Linked DNA regions of Mus musculus: all the other regions are linked to region 1. The links are chromatin contacts, called in public HiCAR-type, HiChIP or PLAC-seq and promoter capture Hi-C maps. All regions are on one chromosome and are shown on one strand. Each heading gives the region's core, a stretch centred on a gene start, on an enhancer-like site or on the middle of the called end of the contact. The rest is flanking DNA. Distances are from core to core; before and after follow the strand shown.

The links. Promoter capture Hi-C pulls out the DNA fragments that hold promoters and counts their contacts. HiCAR-type assays count read pairs that join an accessible place to other places. HiChIP or PLAC-seq counts read pairs in DNA pulled down with a chosen protein or histone mark.
Region 2: an H3K27ac HiChIP or PLAC-seq map of thymic regulatory T cells shows a contact between it and region 1, with 7 times the contacts expected there. The contact joins the enhancer-like site here to the promoter of Tm2d1 in region 1. A contact is called at or near these places in 2 of 39 promoter capture datasets (cranial neural crest and hippocampal neurons), 7 of 115 datasets of contacts at active chromatin or transcription factors (the NIH/3T3 cell line, bone marrow-derived dendritic cells, bone marrow-derived macrophages and 4 more) and 1 of 9 other capture datasets (liver).
Region 3: a contact with region 1 is called in a HiCAR-type map of astrocytes, with 3 times the contacts expected there. The contact joins the enhancer-like site here to the promoter of Tm2d1 in region 1. A contact is called at or near these places in 5 of 39 promoter capture datasets (the 3T3-L1 cell line, cranial neural crest, hippocampal neurons and 2 more), 10 of 115 datasets of contacts at active chromatin or transcription factors (astrocytes, bone marrow-derived dendritic cells, bone marrow-derived macrophages and 6 more) and 2 of 9 other capture datasets (adipose tissue and pancreatic islet).
Region 4: an H3K4me3 HiChIP or PLAC-seq map of bone marrow-derived macrophages shows a contact between it and region 1, with 5 times the contacts expected there. The contact joins the enhancer-like site here to the promoter of Tm2d1 in region 1. A contact is called at or near these places in 6 of 39 promoter capture datasets (the 3T3-L1 cell line, the C10 cell line, embryonic stem cells and 2 more), 8 of 115 datasets of contacts at active chromatin or transcription factors (the NIH/3T3 cell line, bone marrow-derived dendritic cells, bone marrow-derived macrophages and 5 more) and 1 of 9 other capture datasets (adipose tissue).
Region 5: a promoter capture Hi-C map of hematopoietic stem and progenitor cells shows a contact between it and region 1. The contact joins the promoter of Nfia here to the promoter of Tm2d1 in region 1. A contact is called at or near these places in 14 of 39 promoter capture datasets (the C10 cell line, the HPC-7 cell line, cranial neural crest and 9 more), 1 of 15 datasets of contacts at CTCF or cohesin (the NIH/3T3 cell line), 20 of 484 Hi-C or Micro-C datasets (B cells, CD4 T cells, CD8 T cells and 13 more), 27 of 115 datasets of contacts at active chromatin or transcription factors (the SCID.adh cell line, bone marrow-derived macrophages, cardiomyocytes and 18 more) and 5 of 9 other capture datasets (adipose tissue, embryonic stem cells, liver and 2 more).
Region 6: a contact with region 1 is called in a promoter capture Hi-C map of hippocampal neurons, with 7 times the contacts expected there. The contact joins the enhancer-like site here to the promoter of Tm2d1 in region 1. A contact is called at or near these places in 5 of 39 promoter capture datasets (the 3T3-L1 cell line, cranial neural crest, hippocampal neurons and 2 more), 4 of 115 datasets of contacts at active chromatin or transcription factors (embryonic forebrain, forebrain, large pre-B cells and 1 more) and 1 of 9 other capture datasets (adipose tissue).
Region 7: an H3K4me3 HiChIP or PLAC-seq map of embryonic forebrain shows a contact between it and region 1, with 6 times the contacts expected there. The contact joins the enhancer-like site here to the promoter of Tm2d1 in region 1. A contact is called at or near these places in 2 of 39 promoter capture datasets (cranial neural crest and hippocampal neurons) and 8 of 115 datasets of contacts at active chromatin or transcription factors (astrocytes, bone marrow-derived macrophages, cardiomyocytes and 4 more).

The regions. Positions count from the first base shown.
Region 1 is chr4:98,381,942-98,384,641 of GRCm38.p6, reverse strand. It overlaps Tm2d1 (TM2 domain containing 1), which reads left to right and starts at 1,377. Exons shown (of 7, transcript NM_053157.2): 1 at 1,377-1,572. The coding sequence starts at 1,406.
Region 2 is chr4:97,542,980-97,545,763 of GRCm38.p6, reverse strand. No RefSeq gene overlaps it. Among named protein-coding and RNA genes, the nearest start is that of E130114P18Rik, 40 kb to the left of the region's middle. Within about 2 kb of position 1,488, at least 41 of the 459 cell types and tissues checked have an H3K27ac peak or open chromatin away from gene starts, as enhancers often do. A contact at or near this core is called in neural tube and thymic regulatory T cells, where this site is marked.
Region 3 is chr4:97,674,754-97,677,589 of GRCm38.p6, reverse strand. It overlaps a transcript of Nfia not described here. Among named protein-coding and RNA genes, the nearest start is that of E130114P18Rik, 92 kb to the right of the region's middle. Within about 2 kb of position 1,394, at least 36 of the 459 cell types and tissues checked have an H3K27ac peak or open chromatin away from gene starts, as enhancers often do. A contact at or near this core is called in adipose tissue, astrocytes and forebrain, where this site is marked.
Region 4 is chr4:97,814,939-97,817,638 of GRCm38.p6, reverse strand. The region is part of intron 2 of Nfia (nuclear factor I/A); the gene reads right to left. Among named protein-coding and RNA genes, the nearest start is that of Nfia, 39 kb to the right of the region's middle. Within about 2 kb of position 1,343, at least 10 of the 459 cell types and tissues checked have an H3K27ac peak or open chromatin away from gene starts, as enhancers often do. A contact at or near this core is called in liver, where this site is marked.
Region 5 is chr4:97,776,363-97,779,137 of GRCm38.p6, reverse strand. Nfia (nuclear factor I/A) reads right to left here and starts at 1,512. Exons shown (of 11, transcript NM_010905.3): 1 at 1,144-1,512. The coding sequence starts at 1,170. Gm38709 (a long non-coding RNA gene) reads left to right here and starts at 1,715. Exons shown (of 5, transcript XR_003955232.1): 1 at 1,715-2,109.
Region 6 is chr4:97,656,444-97,659,143 of GRCm38.p6, reverse strand. It overlaps a transcript of Nfia not described here. Among named protein-coding and RNA genes, the nearest start is that of E130114P18Rik, 73 kb to the right of the region's middle. Within about 2 kb of position 1,378, at least 48 of the 459 cell types and tissues checked have an H3K27ac peak or open chromatin away from gene starts, as enhancers often do.
Region 7 is chr4:97,617,513-97,620,212 of GRCm38.p6, reverse strand. It overlaps a transcript of Nfia not described here. Among named protein-coding and RNA genes, the nearest start is that of E130114P18Rik, 34 kb to the right of the region's middle. Within about 2 kb of position 1,367, at least 90 of the 459 cell types and tissues checked have an H3K27ac peak or open chromatin away from gene starts, as enhancers often do. A contact at or near this core is called in astrocytes, embryonic forebrain and hippocampal neurons, where this site is marked.

The DNA.
Region 1 (2,700 bases), core at 128-2,627:
GTGCTTGCTAGGCAACTCTACCACTATCCCAGCTCAGGAGTCAAAAGTTTTATAGTTTCATTGCTGTCTTACAGAATCCTTTTAATTCTTTTAAATTTACATATTGTGGAAGAGAATAAAGATAATCACTAAAGCCATAAAATAGATCCAGTAATGGGATTAATCAGCAAAGCATCAGCAGTTCTAAGTAATTGTTTTAAATCTGTATTAAAATTGATACACAGATCAGCAGTATTCTTGCACTCAGCAGGAAACCATCTAATTCTATCATAATTTCAATAATCCTGAGGCACAGAATTGCTTCCTTTAGTCCTTTGGGTTTATGTTGTATTTTAAAAAATCACTAGAACATTCTGAGTCCAAGTAGTAGTTAAGTGGAAAGGTTCTTTTATCATTGTGTAAGATGTATAACTGATATTCTGTCTTTTTCAATATTTATTTTTATTTTATGCATGTGAGTGTTTTGTCTGCTATTTCCACCTTGTGGGTCCCAGGGATTGAATTCATTTGTCAGGCAGAGCAACAAAGGATTTTACCCATGGAGCCAAATATGTGCATAGAGCTTGAGAAGGCTAGAAGGGGACCTTCAATCTGGAACTGGAATTACAGGGCTTTAGCCAATACATGGGTGCTAGGAACCTAACCTGGTTCTCTGTAAGACCAGCAAGTGTTCTCAACTCCTAAGCCATCTCTTCAGCCCAATATTCTGTCCTCGAACACTTGTCCACTATATAATGTCTACAGCAATCTAGAATTGCACTTGGGTCACTTCTAGATAGTCTAAATCTAAATTCTTCCAACCCTAGGGAAACCCTCATCCTTTAGAGCCTCCAGGATCAACACTGGTGCCCACCAGGAGCTGGGGCTCATCAGAAGGAGCAGTTTCTGTCTCCTTGTGAGGGTTCTCAGGGAAGCTACTAGAGAAGACTCCCAAACGTGTATTTTTTTATATAATTATTCAGTTTTTTAAAAAGTGTGTGTGTATGTGAAAATCCGTTTTTTTTTTTCCATCATGTGGGTTCCAGGGATTGAATTTAAATAATTTTCAGGCTCCGGAACAAGTGCCTTTACACTCTGAGCAGTCTCCCTGGGACATGGGCATGTTTTTATTATTATTATTATTATTATTATTATTATTATTAAAGTTTCCATGCTTGCTTTGGCAGTACATATACTAAAATTGGAACGATACAGAGATTAAGATGGTCCCTGCTCAAAGATAACAAGCGAACATATTTAAACAACAACAACAACAACCCTCGAAAACCTCGCTGATGTAGCTGTGCCAAGTTATCCTAGGGAGTAGCCTTTAGAAGCCCTAAGCTGCGCCACGGTTGCCAGGCCCCTTTAAGGCCCTTCCTTCTCTAGGAGGCGGAACCGGAAGCGCGAGGACGCGGTGCCCAACATGGCGGCCGCCTGGCCCGCGGGTCGGGCTTCCCCAGCGGCGGGGCCTCCGGGCCTTCTCCGCACCCTGTGGCTCGTGACGGTCGCCGCGGGACACTGTGGGGCTGCTGCCTCTGGCGCTGTCGGGGGCGAGGAGACACCCAAGTGTGAGGACCTCAGGGTGGGACAATATCCTCCGGAAAGCCGCCGTTCTCAGGCGGTCAGCTGGACCCCGGGCTGTGGGATGGGGACCGTGGCCTCCGCTGTGGCTCTAGTGACCATTGGACCCCGGGAGGTGAGGAGGGCTGTGGGGACGAAGGGCGAGCACCGTGGGCTTTCCCTGGACCGATCAGTGGTTGGCACTTCCTTCTCCGATTGACCATGGATTTTACCGGCTTGCCCACTTACTCACACACACACACACACACACACACATCTAGGTTGTGTCCCAGACACAAAAGATGCGAAAATTGTTCGACGCGTTCCTGAAAGTTTGCAGGTGTTGAGGGAGACAAGTAATTACTAGTGAACCAATGCATGTGTCTCACTTGTCATTAACGTAACATATATCACCTACAGCCATCCTCAGATGGCTTCACTTTGTGATTTTAGACAACTTATTATTATGTTTTAAAATTAGAGATCCTCTTGGATGTTTTAAAATGTAATATTTGTATTAGTTCTTTGTGAGAATTTCACCCAGTGGATTTTGATCATATTCAACCTCAAACTCCTTCTACATTGTCTTCCCTCCCACTCCCCCTTAACCTCGACCCCTACCACACACACTTAAAAAAAAAAAAGAAAACTAACACAGGGAGTCAGATATGTGCTGTTCATATCTACAGTGGTATGGGGCTATTCGCTGAAGCATGGTTGCCTTACCTGGGACTTAAACCTATGACTCTCTAACTTAGCAGCCATCAACTGGCCATAGTTAGGGGTGGGGGCTTTTGAATGAGCAAATAATTTAAGTCTAAAACATACTTATACCAGTGACTACCAACTTAAGGGAGCATTTATGCTAATTTAATTACCACAACAGTTTCGTTGGGTGTTTATTTACAGATGAGAAATCTGATTTAGGAATGGGTGAACTGTCTTATTACATTAGCGCACCGCAGAGCAACAAGGTGAAATTCGTGTTATACTCAAAAAACTATGTTTGAACAAAACTTTGGGTACTGACACAGTGCCTCAGACATTTGTGTACAGATCCTCAAACCTGCAGAAGCAAGAAAGAGTCTTAAGAAAAATCTTACAATTAAGAGAATCTGCCAGGCAGTGGTGGCCCAAGCCTTTAATCCCAGCACTCGG
Region 2 (2,784 bases), core at 239-2,738, 840 kb after region 1:
TAGGTAATTGCTATTCCATTTACCAATGAGGAAAGGCAGGATATTAAAAATTAAGCAAACCACACATCCAGGTGATGGTGAGCTTGGGCAGGCTTCCAGATGTACTTCCTTTTAGTGGACTTTTAACTCATCATTTAACTTGAATGGCTGGGTCATCATTTCCTCTCCTGACATGTGTGAGGTGTATGTGCTGTAATACAAGGGATATTTTTTTCCATGAACCTTAAACTTAGGGCTGCCAAGAAGAGGGCTATCAATGTGGAAATGCTCATCCTCCTCGCTAAAGCTCTTCATAGTCATCTCTGAAGAGAAAAGCATATGATGGCTGTTTAGAACACTTCTGGACACTGTTGTTGGTCCTTGATCCCTCTCTAGCATTTTGTAACATGTTTGATGGTGTCTTCATTGTATCTTTCCATCTGTGTAAAAGTGCATTTTTCTTAAGTTCTGAGGCAACTTTGAGGCTAGTATCTGTTCAACAGTGCCCAGAGGAAGATGTTAGGAAATGTATAATTTGAAATAACAGCTTGCCACTTGCTAAGTTCAAGACATGTTACCTCTCATTGTTTCGTTTCTGTTTATAACTCAGATTGTGGATTTCTCCATGAAAGATTATATTTATCACTTTTGACTTCCCAAGATAAAGAGAGAGTCTGACTCTAAAAGTGCATTGATAACAATTTGTCAGTGTTAATAGATGTGAAGACATGTTCAACTGGAGTATCCAGTTAGTATACTAAGCCTAGCCATATATACTGCTAGGACCACCTTATTTTATAGAGGAAGACACTGAGACCAGATTTGGAGTTAATGATTCAGAATCATGAAGCTCTGTGTTATCAGGAAGAAGGGGGAGATTTTTAGATGGATCTGTAACCCCCAGAGTAGTAGGTTACATAACAAAACGTTTTATATCTAAACAAGTCTTTGTTGCGATGAAATGCTATTAACTTTGACACATCAAATTTTAGAACTTCTTTGACTGTTGGTATTAGCAAAGGACAGCAGGCAGTTGGAAGGGTCCAGGGGCAAATTACTGCCTTCACTCAGTTCATCCCCTGCCTCAGGCTGCTAGTGCTTCCAATCTTTGGACACGTTCCACAAAATACTGTTTGGAAAACATGGCTGCATTGACCCTCCTTGTTGCCTTTATTAGCTCTATAAATAACTAAACAAATTAACAAAAGAAGAAAAGAAACACATAGGCACACACAAACAGATGCATATGCAGATACACACTTAGATGCACACACAAGCACACACACAGGCACACACACAGGCACACAAAAAGACACACAGAAACTCACACATACAGGCACACACACACACACACACACACACACACACACACACACAGACACTCACTTCGACTCTCTTCTGAGCAGGAAGCTTTATCCACTTGGTAACCCCAGTTGAGATCAGAGGAGTCAGTGTCGTTTTCAGGCAGCAGTACAAAGTGATCATTCTTGCCCTTTTGACTGAAGACAGAGCAGTGGGGTGGGTCTTGCAGGACACATCTGCAGGGCTGTATCTCACAGGAAGTGGTTCAGCTCTTCAGAGATAAGTTTCATTGGGGAACAAAGAGGGATTTTGTTCACCACTTTAAGAATGGAGCATTGAACCTGGACAGGGCTTCTCAGTTCCTGCAGCTGACAACAAGGCAAAACCAACCCAACCTGCTCCTTCCCCTTCTGAACACAGGCAGAGCGCTTGCCGGATGGCCCTCCTCTCCCCTCCAGAGGTCGAGATAGTTTCCCCTGCACTTTCTTATACAATTTCTGCTACCTCATCACGTTCTTTAGAATCAGGCTTGGACATTTACACTTGTGTCCGTTTGACACTTTTTCATCCTCTTCGGGAATCTGCATAACTCAGCCTGTTGAGAATAAGAGGCCCTAAATAGCAAGTGCCATTGCTAAGGGTTTGATTTAGCCCAGTTTGCTTCGACCAAAGTACCATAATGATACAAATACAGACAGGACTTTTTGTTGTTGTTTTGGGGGAAAGGACACTGTGAGTCAAGACAGACTTTGTGTCAATGTTCATCCAGATCTTCAGCTATAGGTTTGATTTTGACCTTGAATGATTTGCTAAGATCTTTGTACCTCCTAATTTTCAAGGCAGGAAGGAGTACTCCCATTTTCTATTTGGCAGCTCTAAAGCAGCATGTTCAAGTGTTTTGCCTGATGGCCCATGACAAGTGAATGCTAAGGATGTCTGCGTAGGGTTCCTTATGTGTTCCAGGGAAGCTGGACTGCTGGTGCAGCAAGCACATGATTCTCAGCCCTGCATCTCCATCTCAGCTTCAGAGGCACAGGTCGGAGCATATTTGACTTTGTGGAAACTATACATTTCCTGTGAGATAATGAGGTGTGGTATGGAGGCAGGCAGGATTTATATGGCAGTTAAATGTAGTTTGGTATCCAACGTATGATTGCATTATTCACCATGGCATAGCAAAGTTCACCTCTGCCCCCTCACTTTTGGCTGGATCAGCAGATGTGGACCACGATTAAGGAAGCACTGTCAGATATTTCTTTATAGTCTCATTTTCCTACTCACCATTGCCTGCAATGCCCTTGCCTGTGGGAAAAGTGACAAAATAAACAAGCCCTTTCAAACCAGCTTTCTTCTTCTTGCTTTTAGGGAGTGATTTAGGCATGTAGATTTGCCCTGGGGGAGAATTATCATCCTTGGCACAATGCTTGTGGGAATGGGTTTCCTAAGCAGACTGCTAGGCAAAGTCTTAGGTCTCAGATAGGAAAATGAAATCCTGTGATATCA
Region 3 (2,836 bases), core at 145-2,644, 710 kb after region 1:
AGACCATAGGCAGGGAAACTAAGAAAAGCTCTATTGGGTCTGTGGCAACAATATCCTGACTGGATAGCGATGTTCATCTTAGAGAGAGACTGGCTTCTGTCACCAATTTCCTCTCTGGAGAGCCAGGATCCATCTTGGTACTATCAGGGGAGGATTCAGTTCCCACAGAGGGGAGCAAGATCATTTTGGTGTGCTTTGGCCATTTATCTGTCATCTGTTTGTCCCTCAACCTTCTCTCCAGCTCTCATACCATCCAGAAATCTTTACTGGGATGTACTCTTTGTAATGGAGCATGATAAGTAGATTCATATGTTGCTTGACCCCAAGGATCTTGTGGGATCTTCCCGAGGAACACTGGGGTGGTACTGGAGTAAGGATGGATGCTGAAATGGTTTCTACAGAGATGGCGACTAAGGGAGATAGTTCAGAGAAACTGAGGCAGATGGCTCTGTCTGCTGCTTCTGTGCCTGCAGATGAGTGTCCTGGCTAGCCAGCTGCCCGCTGGCTCTGTCTGTCTCTTTGTGTGCTAATCAGTGGACCCATAGATGTTCCTCTTCCACAGGCAGCTTTCGACCTAGAGGTTGTGTCACGGTGTTGCCTGCCAATGGAGGTCACTTGGCCTGCTGAGATGCGCTGAGCCTACACACAGGACCTCATCTGCATGGGGAAGGTCAAATGAGGTTGAGCCCACTTCTCTCTCTCTCTCTCTCTCTCTCTCTCTCTCTCTCTCTCTCTCTCTCTCTCTCTCTCAAAGCCTTTTCTGCACAGGAACTGTCTCCTAGGGTGAGGAACAGAACAGCTTTGTGCTCTCCTTTGAGTGCTCACTGCAGGGAAAGCCCAGCCACAAGCTACAAAGTCGTCCAAGTTCAACCCCCAGACACAGTGTGCTGTGCTCAGAAATCACAAGGGAGGTAGGAAGGCTCAGAAGAAAATGCAGACAGGGGACCTTGAGGAGATGGGAGGGCAGTGAGCCGATTTTTCATGTCAGATTTTAAAGATCTTGTCAGAGTCTTCCTGTTTTTACATATAGAATTGGTAAGGTCCGTGTTTCACTCCTGCATTTTCTTTGAAATTTATCTTTGCTTCCCATCTAGCATGTATGTTGGGAAGAGGGACAAGGGTGTGTGTGTGTGTGTGTGTGTGTGTGTGTGTGTGTGTGTGTGTGTGTCAGAGCTGTTCTCTCCTTCTGGGGTTCATCTGCTTTTGAGAGCTGCTTGCTCTTCGCTGGCCACAGAAGAGTACCTGACATTCAGGCTACTGCCTTGAATATAATTGAATTGCTGGGATGTGCTAAACATTGCAGGGCTTTAAGCTGAAGATAATTTAATGATGTGGCCTTTAGGATTGTTAATTAGTACTGTCTGTATGAGCATGTAACAATAACACCACCTACTGTAAAGTGAATGTTCTACACTCAGAACACTCATTTCTTTAGGGCTTCCTGCAGAGACGTGTGCTCATTAACTCCTTTGATGACAAAGGCTTTTCCCCTTTTTGAGGGGTTCTGCAAGCTTTGGATTCTCACGGTCGGTCTCTAATCTCTCATTCTTCTGCGTAAAGCCATGACGCAGCTGGTGTGGGCAGGGGCATAGAGAACGGACACTCAGACCTATGCTAACCGTGACTTGATTGATCCTTCTCTGCTGGGCTGCCGGGACACTGTCGCTCTGGAGAACAGAGAGCAGAGAGGCTTAGGAGACGATGTGGAGAGAGTTAAGAGAGAATGCAGAGAAACTGGAATCCCGCGCTGTGTTAGTGTGAATGCAAACAGTGTGAAGGTACCTTGAAAGTTAAAAGCAGAACTGCCACGGGATCCAACACTTTCGGCCATTTATCCTAGAGGTTTGAAATCAGGATATCAGAGAGATATTAACCCTCCTTAGTTTACTACAGCCATATTCAAAGTGAGGAGGATGCAGAAATATCATGTCCCCCGAAAGACAAGTGGAAAAGAAGAGATTCGTATTCATGCAATGGGATGCTGTTTAGCCTTTAAAAGAAGGCTGTGAACCCTGAAAGCATTATGTTAAGTGAAATATATGTGATAAAGTGAGAAAGATTGCACAGTTCCACTCTTACAATATCTCAACATCAAATTCTTGTAATAAAACAGGAGATTGGTAGTTGCCACAAACAGTCTAGGAACCAAGCAAATGTCCGGTTGACAGTTCAATAGCATCAGTGTTCAGCTCATCAGGTGAGTGAGTTCTAGAGGTCGGCTATTCAACACTGTACCTATGCTCACTATATCTGACAATCCAAATGTGCCAATCTAGGGTAGGTCCCATGTCGAAGGTTCTCAGGGAAGGTGAGTGGGATTGCTCAGTGGTAGAGCACTAGCTCAGCCTGTAGGAGGCACTGGAACATTCACACACACATACATATATGTATGAATGAACATATAATGATATGTACAAATATATACAGAAATGAGCACATCCATGTATTCACATGCAAGATTAGAGAGGGAGAGAGGGGGAGAGAGAGGGGGAGGGAGAGGGGGAGGGAGAGGGGGCAGGGAGAGAGGGAGAGGGGGCAGGGAGAGAGGGAGAGGGAGAAGAGGAGGGGGAGGGGGAGGGGGAGGGAGAGGGAGAGGGAGAGATCTGGCCACTGAAGTCAAGGTGTTACTTGCACTTTCTTACCCCATTGGAGGAAATGGTCCATGAATGGCTGCTCAGTGAGCTCAGAGGTTCAGGTGAATTGTCAGCTTAGAGGAAGCCTCCATGTTAATTTGGGGAAGTGGAAGCTGTAGGTGGGAAGGAAGTGCTCACTCTGTTTTCCCATTTGTTATAACAGGCAAGGGCTCTTCCAACCACATACCCTTCTCTTCACTAAC
Region 4 (2,700 bases), core at 94-2,593, 570 kb after region 1:
CTCCCATAAAATGGTAGCTCAAGGATCCTGACAGCCAAGGCTCTAACGCACTGGGCACAGACTCAGACCTAAACCCCTCGCCTGTGCTGTCTCTGCCCTGCTGCACGGACTACCACAGCAAAAATTAATATCAACAATAACAACAAAAACCGTAGTGGCCCATTATTTAATTATCTTTCAAAACTCAATTGTTCTTCCCGTCACACTGAAAGGACTCTCTCTCTCTCCAACAGAACACATAGGTTAGACTGAAGGAGAAGGGAGTTATTTCACCTAGTATGAAATAATCTGATTTAAAAAAAAAAAGGATGGTAAAACAGAAAGGTTTTACACATGCAAATCCATCCTTGTACACAATTTCAATTCTCTTATGCTCATGATCTATATTCCTGCTCTCCAGATGGGCCATCCGCTTAACACCAATGCCAGGAACAGCTTGTGTATTGTTTGTTTAAAACAAAGATGATGGATTAAATATCATATGCAATGTGAGTAAAGAGGTTAAGGTTAATACCACTGGTTCTGAAATATATGATAAATTAAGCCCGTATAGTGTTGCTCAAGTAGATGCACATAAATAAAGATTTAATTTCATTTTTCATAGTCACAAGAGGAAGCATGCATTCATCTAGAATATGGAGTCTTTCCATGGCTCCAGATTTATTCTTGTTCTAAGGCATCATTACCCTCCAAATTACACAGACTTATGTCATTTCACTGAAACACTCATTCACCCATCACAGGCCCAGATCCAACACTAACACGTTTGTCTTAAAATTATGCCAAAATGAGCAAACTTGAGATTCTTTCACCTATATTTGAGTAATCTGCAAATTTTCTCGAAGAAACCCCCCAAACCCTACTATTTCTATGTGCACTATAGAAAGAAAAGAAATCACAGTGCAAGTGTCTTCCTACCCTCTGCAGTGTTCCATCAAGCTGCCCACAGAGGAGTTGCTGACAATGGAATAGCTTGTGTCAGGACCAGTTCCACAGCAGTAGCTTCTTGCCTTGACTACTGACTGACTTTGACCTCATAACCACATGCAGTCTCCATTAGAAGAATTATTTAAGAGAAAAGAACAAACATTTAGAAACCAGAATGGAAGGACTGAACAAAACAGAAAGATAATTCCTTAAAGGGATTGTGCTGATAGGATATCATATAAGAAGATTATCAGCAGCAGGAAAGCGCTGAGTAGTACAGAATCTCACAGAGATGGCTCAAAAAAGAGATGGCAGCATGAGAATGTCCCATGTCTCATATACACACACCAAACAGAGAAGTGAGGGGTTCACTTGGAGCAGCCAAAACACAGCCCAAACCTAGAAAGAGTTCTACTAGGGCCACCAGTCCTACCAACTGGTTAGATTGAAACTTTATTTAAGCTGGAATTTGGCCCTCCACAGTTGCACCACAGTGAGAAAATATTTAAAGAAAGATATTTTGCAATTCCCATGTTTGGAGTGAGTAATGAAATCCATAGTGCTTGCTACTTATGTTGTCTTGATGTTGGTTCATGACATCCATATAAAATGTCAGGACAAAGAAGCAGATAGATTGTCTCTAGTGAGACTATAAACAACCCTGTGTAAACTCTGGGACATATTCAAGTTGGTTAAAAACTTCAAACTATAACAACTTCACTGCCAAAAGCACAATCAATCCAATAATTGCAGATTACTTTTTTTTCAGATTACAATGCTCGATTGCAATTTTCTCTTACATGTTTTTACCGAAAATAGATTAACAAGCATCATACAAACATCCAAAGAAAGGGAGACTGTCATACAGATTATTCTCATTATTAACATAAACAACTAGAAGTACATCATGAGTAAAGTCCATTCACAATTACAAAACACATATCTCATCCAGGTCGTGGGATCTAAATTTTGGATTAAATGGAACTTAAGGTCCCTCACAACTAGGACATTCTATGATTCCAAGCCTATGGCTACCCATTTGTTTCCTAGAATCTTTCCTGTGATGGGCGGTGATGCTGGTCTCCCTTTAGAGTATCTTTCCACCTTCATATTAACCCACTGCAATGACACACACTCACGAAAATGAAATTCTATAACTTTAAAACTGAAAGACAGTGTGAAGGAAGCAAAGTCCAAACTCATTCCATGTCACCTCTGACTTCTGAGGTCTAGGTGGTAAACATTTCTTCTTACCAAGATACTATCGAGTACATTCATGCTTCCAAACAAGTTAGATTAAGAATTCCTCTTTGCGTTGATAGGATACTGGCGATCTGGTCACACACTATTGAACATAACTTGGTCCGCTCTGTGTAACATGGTATCTACTGTGCACATGATGGAACCTAATGTGCATGTGATGGTGCTGAGCAAGAAAGGTTCTTTCATTTTGAAATCTATTTACAGAGTGAAAATTCTTCACCCCATGAAGTGAACTCTGTTTGTGTTGAGTGTATAGTCATCACTTCCTGTGAATGAAGTAAAAATAGAATCCAAATGAGTAGAAAAGTGTCTTCATGTTCAATGAAAACTAATTCCAGGGGAGAAAGTGGAAGTGCATGTACATAATGTGTGCATGTGTGCATGTGCAAAGGTGTGTAATGTGTGCATGTGTGTGTGTGTGTGTGTGTGTGTGTAATACTTCTGTTTTCTTGTTTATAAATTTTACTCCATATAAGTTTTACTTGTTTTTGAGGAGAGAGTTTTGGGTAA
Region 5 (2,775 bases), core at 263-2,762, 610 kb after region 1:
TAGCAGGGTTTTGAGGGAGTCGTGAAGAAACCTTGTGCTGGAAGCATATAACTTCATGTAGGTGATTACTGGCCAGGGTGCAATGTTTTAAAGCCATATAAAGACTCGTACTTAAAGAGAAAAATTAGCGCAAATCACTCTGACTTTATGCCTTTTAGTCAGAGAAAATAAATAATATATTCAAACGGGACCAGATCCGGAGCCGCAAAATAGCAGTGTTTCCTTGCTGCTGGTGCAGACTCGACCGGGAGGGATGGGCTGGGAGGCTCGGGCAGGAGGGGCAGGCGGAGGGGCACCAGGCCCCACGCCGCGAGTGGGGCTGCAGGGAAAGTTGCCGGGTCCTGCTGGCTGAGCCGCCCGGGGCTTGCCTAGGCGGCGGCGGCGGCGGGGCAGCCGACTCGGGCCCTGGCCGCCGCTCGCCCTCGAGCCGGAGTCCCACTCCGCCCGCAGCGGCCCAGCCCGGCCCGACCCGCGGCCTTGGCGGCTCTGTGGCCTCCGCGGCGTGGGCTCGCCAGACCCCGAAACTTTCGCCTGGGGGTCGCGGGCAGGAGGCAAGGACAGCAAGGTCCCGGGCCGGCGCGGGGAGTGCGTCTCCGCAGCCCACGGACTAAGGCTAGCACTGCCCGCCCGCCGCGTCCGAGGGGCGCTGCCCGGGCCGGCCCGCAAAGCTGGCACAAAACAAAAGTAAGAGTTCGGGGCGTCGGCGGGGGGCGCGGCGGCGCGGGAGGACCCCGGCAGCCAGGGCGCCCCGGGTGCAGCCGGCGTGCGGGGCTTGCGGGGCTCAGCCGCCCCTCCCTGGAGCGGAGGAATCGCGGGCACCGCGCTCCGCGCCGCAGCCGCCAGAGTCCAGATTGCAGCGTGTCAGGGGCTGCAGCCGCGGACACACGTGCGGGGCGCCCGCAAGCCCCGGCGGAGCTCCGCAGTCCGGCGCCCCGATATTAATTAACGCATTAATAAGAGGGCGCCATTAGCCATGTGCCCACACAAATGGCCGAGCAGGAGGAATGCACCCGCATGGAAACAAAGTTACTTTCTTAAAGCTGCAGCCCCCCCCCCCGCACACGCGCGCGCACACACAGAAACACGCGCAGACACGGCTCCCGCCGAGGCACACGGCCGCCCCGCGCCCCCGCAGCTGCTTACCTGGGTGAGACAGAGCGGAGAATACATAACTGCCGGGCGGCGGGGGGTGCGTGCACGTCTGTGTGCGGGCTGGAGGTGTGCGTGAGTGTGGGTGCGAGAGGGAGAGAGAGGAGGAGAGAGCTAGGAGGGGGGGAGGAATAAAAAATCAAGCCTGCTTCTTGCGTTCACATTTCCAACTCGGCTCAACTGCAGCAGCCAGCGCTCTTGCCGCTCCACGCGCTGAACTTTAACCCCGCCTAGAGTTTCCCTACACTCCACTATACTGTCTACTGTACGCGGGCGTTAAAGGCATAGCGCACCCTTTCCCGCTCCCGCGCCGGCCGGCCGGGTGCCCGCGAGCTGCCCGCGCGCCCGCCTGCGCCGCGTTCTGCACCGCACCGCACGGCCGCCGCCCGCTCGCGCCGCCGCCGCGGGGGTGTGGGGGTGGGGTGGGGTGGGGGTGGGGGGGCGGGGTGGGGGGGAGCCGGGTGGGGGAGGGGCGGCTGCGGCGCTGACACCGGTCCCCAGCCTGCAGGGCCGCCCGCCCGCCCGCCGCTCGCTCCGCGCTCGCTGCCTCCCGCGGCCCCCCGCCCCCCGCCCCGCTCGGCGCGGTCCCCGGGAACGCGGCGCGGAGCGGTTTTTTCAGCGTGTCCTCCGGGCGGCTATAGGCTGCCACAGGATGTGCTTAAGCAAACAAAACTACTTTTCCTCCTCCCCATCCCCCCACCCGCGCCGCAGCCCTCCGCGGACGTCGGGAGAGGATTGGGGCAACTTTGTCGGGGCGCCCCGCACCCCCGTGGGCCGCGGGTTGGGCTCCCTAGGAACCCCAGAGAAGGGCGCGCGTTACATTTGCATGTATGCAAATTTCTTGTAAAAAATCAGACCTTCTAGGTAACTTTTCCTCCCTTCCTCTGAAATGCGGTAAAGCTCAAAAGCATTGTAATCTCTCCTGCGAAGCTTTCTATGGGAATAGTATCGTCGGGAGAGGTAATATGCACAAAAGCCTGCTAACTTTTCAGCTACGACTCTATAGCAGTCAGAATCTGGGGGTGGGGGGGATAGGAAGATCACCCCAAAGATTCCCCAGATTGCGGGGGAGGAGGTGTCTGGAGAAAGCAAGGAGGAGAGTCATGAGCGAACGCTCTTCTCTCCCAGAACCCAGGAGCTGGTGGGTTTAAACACAAACGCCCAAAAAAGTTCTGTCACGTCAGAAACAACAGTGGTTTAGCTGGGACATTTTTCTGTATACTGAGAAGGAAAACTGTGAAAGGGTTGCCCCCTTAGGAAAGAGATATGTTTGTATCCCCAAATGGGAGCCCAGGACTAACATCTGAGTCCCTGTTCCCCAGACACACTCTTCAAGGGTGCGTCTTTGTGGATCCCAACTTTTCCCTTCCCCAGGTAATAGTTCTCAAGATGGAAAAGAGCTTCCTGCAATTATTTTAGGTTTGCTAAAGTATTGTTTTGGCAGAAGGGGGGGGGGTGGTTTTAGGGTTTGGCACATTGCCAACAAGCCTGCTCTTCCAGCTTTCTTTTTCTTCTGTCCTTCCCTCCTTCCTTCCCTCTTTCTTTTCTTTCTTTCTTTCTCTCTTTCTTTCTCTCTTTCTTTCTTTCTTTCTTTCTTTCTTCCTTAAAAAAAAAAAAACTCAACAC
Region 6 (2,700 bases), core at 129-2,628, 730 kb after region 1:
GCCCCTGGATTGGGTCTGGATGGGGCTGGCTGGATGATGGGTTGCTGGGAAGTTGCAGGGTAAGCGCTGGCCAACAGCAGGAGCCTGGCTGATTTTAGACTAAATTTTATATTCCCTCACATGTCCATGCCATGAGCTAATAGTTATTTTTATCACATCCCTGTTTCCTCAGTGGACACTTCTGGTATGGAATACCACCTCCTGGGTTCTGATTCGGAGAATCGTCCAGGATGTCAGTCTTGGGTAATACCATCCTATTTAGTTTTTTTCCCCCCACCCAGGTATAGACTATGGGCAAACCACTACACAGTACGGAACCCTTCAGGGCCCAAGATAATAGACTGATGGCTTAAAGATCCCTGCCCCTACAGTCCAGATACTTTTGTTATACAAATGTGCTCTAGAAATGATTTATTTCTGCCCCCCCCTTTGCTTTTGGACAAACACCAAGCTTCACCTACCTCTTCTTCTGGAAGAAAGCTGAGCTCCTTCAGTGAAGGTCTACCTGCTACAGGATTCCTTATCTAAGGGGTTTTGAGAATGAGTGATGCTATGCTCATCTAATATGTGGGAAAATAAATACAAAGCAGAGATTGCTTCATAGCTCATAAATGCAGGAACAGTACTCAAACGTGGCTAATCCTAAACTACCATCCCAAGGGATGTCACTTGGGGATGACCCCAGTGTTAAGAGGAGCAGGAAGAGAGTGAGAAGTTGTCTTTGGAAAAGTCAGAAAGGATCATTTACATCTACTTTTGCACTATCTCACTCTTCCTTAGCAACCCTCTTATGGGATGGGGCCCCGGGGAAAATGACTGTCCTGGGATCTTCCTGGCAGTATCTATCCAGCAAGTCTAGGACTCCCTTTTGGGTCACTTTGGTTCTAAAGCTGATTGTTTGATTTCGGCTCATCCTATACCATTTCCCAGTACTCACTTAAAATAGAGTCACATTCCAAAAGAGCCGTGAGAGTTTGTGTATGCCCTCAGAACAATTCTCATACCCAGTTTTCCACATGAAGCAGCTCAGGTTTCCTGTGCAGAGCTAGGGAGAGTAAAGGAAGTGGGGACATAGGTCTCCCATGCAGAGCTTCAGCAAATACTCCAAGTCACTTGCTTAATATATTAAACTTATATACACATACAACACACACACACACACACACACACACACACACACACACACACACACACACACACACATACACATACACACACACACACACACACACACACACACACACACACGAGTCTTTTGCAGTTGTGGTTAAAGGTAATTTAAAATATGTTCCAGATGTGGCTAGCGGGCAGTTAGGCAGGTCTACAGGCATGGGGAAGCCCCACCATGTGTGTACTCAGCACCCCAGGCTGCTTCAGGAAGTGGGTCTATAGACTCAAAGGTAACAAGCTTCCTTTCCCCTCTGGCTGGAGGAAATGGGATGGGGCGTGGAGCTGCAGCTGTTTTGAACTGGCTGGCTGGGAGGTGGAGCTCTACTCTTCCTGATTCTTCTATATATGGTACAGCTGGTGCTTTTGGAGTTAGACTTGGGTATTCTGAAGCAGTAAACTTGATCTTCTAAATAACTTGATTCCTCTAAATCTCAATATTCTTCTCTGTAAAATGGGGACCATCATTTGCCCTTGAAGAGTTTTTTTCTGAAATAAAAGATGAACTGTGCAAAGAACCTAGAACAGGAAACTAAACTATCATGTCATTATTTCTGGATAGGAATAATAAAACCAAGAGCTTTTAGCCTTTTTCCTTTAACAGTTCCCAAGTCCTAAAAGAAAATGGATCCCAAAGAATATTTTTAACTTCCCTCAGTCATGCCGACAGAGGTGAATGCCAATTGCTCTCCATGAAGAGGAGGTAGCAAGGGTATGATGGGGGATATAGAGGTTGCAGGGAGAGGAGAGAGACATCAGCAGCTGTGGAGAAGGGGAACTTGGGAGTTGCAGAGATATTTGCAAGGATGCATTACAGGAGGCTGTGCTTGGCTATGTGAAATGTCTTCCCTTCACCTCCATCTAGACCCTGTACTTCCAGGTTAGGGTTTGTCATTCCCGTTAATGACAAGCCCAACAACTCAAAGGTGGAGCCAAGTAGTTCAGTCTTCTTTATGTTACTTTCAAGAGTCTCTATATTGTGTATGGGTGTTCCACATTCTCCTGCGGTTGATCAGTACACATGAGGTCATTTCTGACTGTTGCTATGAGGGTACCTGATCTGGAGTAAAAAGAATCATTTACCTCCTGTCTACCTGGAACAGATCTGACAATGACCTCCAGATCCACCCCAGGGAAGGCTGAGGCGAGTCTTGAAGGTTGATATGGGATATGACACATATGCACATGAGATCATATTGGGATCTCTAGACTCATCCTTGGTCCCGACCTTGGCCACTTCCTGTGGTCTCTCTACGCTTCAGGTTTTTTAAATGAGAGGCAGCAGTGCTGACTGCTGGGTTGTTTAGAAGAGAACTATTGTCCAAAGTGTTTCATTAATGATGCTGTGCTGGAAATGCCAGCTCTCCTGCCACCACCTCTCACTGCTTACAGATTTTAGTATTGATCTTGGATAGATTAAAGAAAAAAATGGAGTGTTTATATTAAACACCATATAGGACATAGAGACTTTTAATGTCCTGTAACACTCATTTCCAGTAAGGAGAAAATGCAAGGCTTTCTGAAATGAAACAC
Region 7 (2,700 bases), core at 118-2,617, 760 kb after region 1:
AGTTTGCAAGTCCAATGAGCCTCTCTTTCCAGTGATGGCCGACTAGGCCATCTTTTGATATATATGCAGCTAGAGTCAAGAGCTCCGGGGTACTGGTTAGTTCATAATGTTGTTCCACCTATAGGGTTGCAGATCCCTTTAGCTCCTTGGCTACTTTCTCTAGCTCCTCCATTGGGAGCCCTATGATCCATCCATTAGCTGACTGTGAGCATCCACTTCTGTGTTTGCTAGGCCCCGGCATAGTCTCACAAGAGACAGCTACATCTGGGTCCTTTCAATAAAATCTTGCTAGTGTATGCAATGGTGTCAGCGTTTGGATGCTGATTATGGGGTGGATCCCTGGATATGGCAGTCTCTACATGGTCCATCCTTTTATCTCAGCTCCAAACTTTGTCTCTGTAACTCCTTCCATGGGTGTTTTGTTCCCAAATCTAAGGAGGGGCAAAGTGTCCACACTTCAGTCTTCATTCTTCTTGAGTTTCATGTGTTAATACAACTTGCCAGATGATTCAGTGTTGCTCGCTTGCTCGCCCTTCCTTCCTTCCTTCCTTCCTTCCTTCCTTCCTTCCTTCCTTCCTTCCTTCCTCCCTTCCTTCCTTCCTTCCTTCCTTCCCTCCTTCCCTCCTTCCCTCCTTCCTTCCCTCCCTCTCTGCCTTCCTTCCTTCCTTTCTCTCTCTCCCTCCTTCTGTCCTTCCTTCCCTCCCTCCCTCTCTTCCTTCCTGTCTGCCTTCTTTCTCTTTCCTTCTTTGTGGGTGGTGTGTATGTGTGTGTGTGTGAGAGAGAGAGAGAGGGGGGGAGGGAGAGAGAGGAGGGGGAGGGAGAGAGAGGGGGGGAGGGAGAGAGAGAGAGTATTTAGACATGTGCAGGAAGTCTCAGAATCTCTTGCAAAAACAGGATTAAAAGGAAAAAGGAAGGAAGAAAGAAAAAGTAGACCCCTCCCTCTCCAGGGAGACATTAGAGGAACAGTGAAGCCTGAGGGAAGTTTGAATGCCAAGAAAGCCTGTTTTGAGTCAGTAGGAAAGAGGCCAGTGTGGGCACCGTTGGGCAGCTGCGAGCTGCTGGCTCTATCCATTCAAAACCACTCTGGCAGAGGGGAAATGATCTTTCTTTTATCACTTTTTAAAAAGGAAGTTTAAAAAAACCGCAAAAGATGCAGAAACATACTGATGTCACTGAGAGGGGAGACCCAGGTCACCACCAACAGTGGGTGTCAGGGATCCCCCACCCCACAACCACAGCTCAGCTCTAAAAGGCGGCCCAGACAATAATCAGATGCCAAACCATGCGAAGTGCCCAGAGGCGACTCCAAAACACCCAGCCCACCAGCGGATAAAGGCTGCCAAGGAGCCAGATGCTGCAGCTTTAAAAATATCTTCCGCTGCTTGGCATCTGTAATCGCGGCTGCTGTCTCTTCTCCAGGAAGGAGCGGCCAGGCTGGGACAGCCGGGCAGGCGGCAGCAGTGCGCTTTTGCTAGGCGTAACCCAGAGCTCCAGAGTGCCTCTGGCCAGGCTGCCCACTTGGCCTTGTTAAATCACCTCCAGCATATGGTGAGAGACATCTGCCCAGGATCTGGACCTCACAGACAGGATGAGGAGGCTGGAACCAGCTTTCTGAGACTGAATGTTCAGGCTGAGCTTCCATAGGAAGCCAGGGGGCATTTCCAGGACTTGGATCTCCTTTGCACAGGGCTGAACTCTTAAAAAGAAGGATCCCTCTGGGTCATGCCACGATCAGTCTAGTTTCCTGAGACACCTGCTGATTTAGCCGTGAAACGGAGTAAAATTTATGCCTTGTGATTTGATGTGGGGAAGGATACTAACTCATTCTAAAGCATGCTTCTGCCCTTTGTGTTCCAGTTGAAGGAATCGCAGTTTTTCCATTAGAAAAGTCAGACAATCTTACCAACAGGTTGTAGTTTCAGGAGTCCCCAGAGATCTAGGTAGCACTTTTCCTGATTCTTGCTAAATGGCTGGCATTGATGAAATTTGTCTGACTAGGAATTGGGTCCCTTTGACACACTGAGATATAGCAAACCATCTGACTGAACTGGCAAATTTCTTCTTAGGCAGCAGTAGGGAGTTAATAAGCTATTTATGAGAGGAGCCAGAATCTTGCTTTAAAAAAACCTTCCCTTTGTCTCTCTTATCCAGTTTCTCCTTCTACCCAAAACATCAAATTATAAAGGCAAAACTGTGGTTTCTTTTCTATTTCATTTTAACCTTCAGATAGCACTTCATTGATTTATTTTATACTTCCCCGTTTAAAAAGGAGGGAGGATACAGTCCTTTTGATGAGGCAACAGCTCAGAACTGAAGCTGGGGGAGAAATCCATTCATGATTTAAGGAAGAAAGAGTCACAGGTATGCTTACAGACATGACCCTGTACACCACAAGAGCTGGGACAACCCTACTTTATCCTTGTGTATACAACATCATAATACAACATCATATCCTTGTATGACGGAGCATCTTTCCCAGAATGTATCTGGGTTTTCTTTTATAGTGACATCAATGGTCTACAAGTCAGTGGATGCTTGCAGCTGGCTTTTGGACCTTTATTCTCACCTGTCACCAATCCCAATGACACAGAGCTAACTTAAAGCCCCATCACTTCCAGGTTCCTCTCTAGTTGTGGGACAAATGGATGAATTATACCAAACAGTTTCTTCCATCTTCTGGCCACAGTTTTGGTTTAAGAA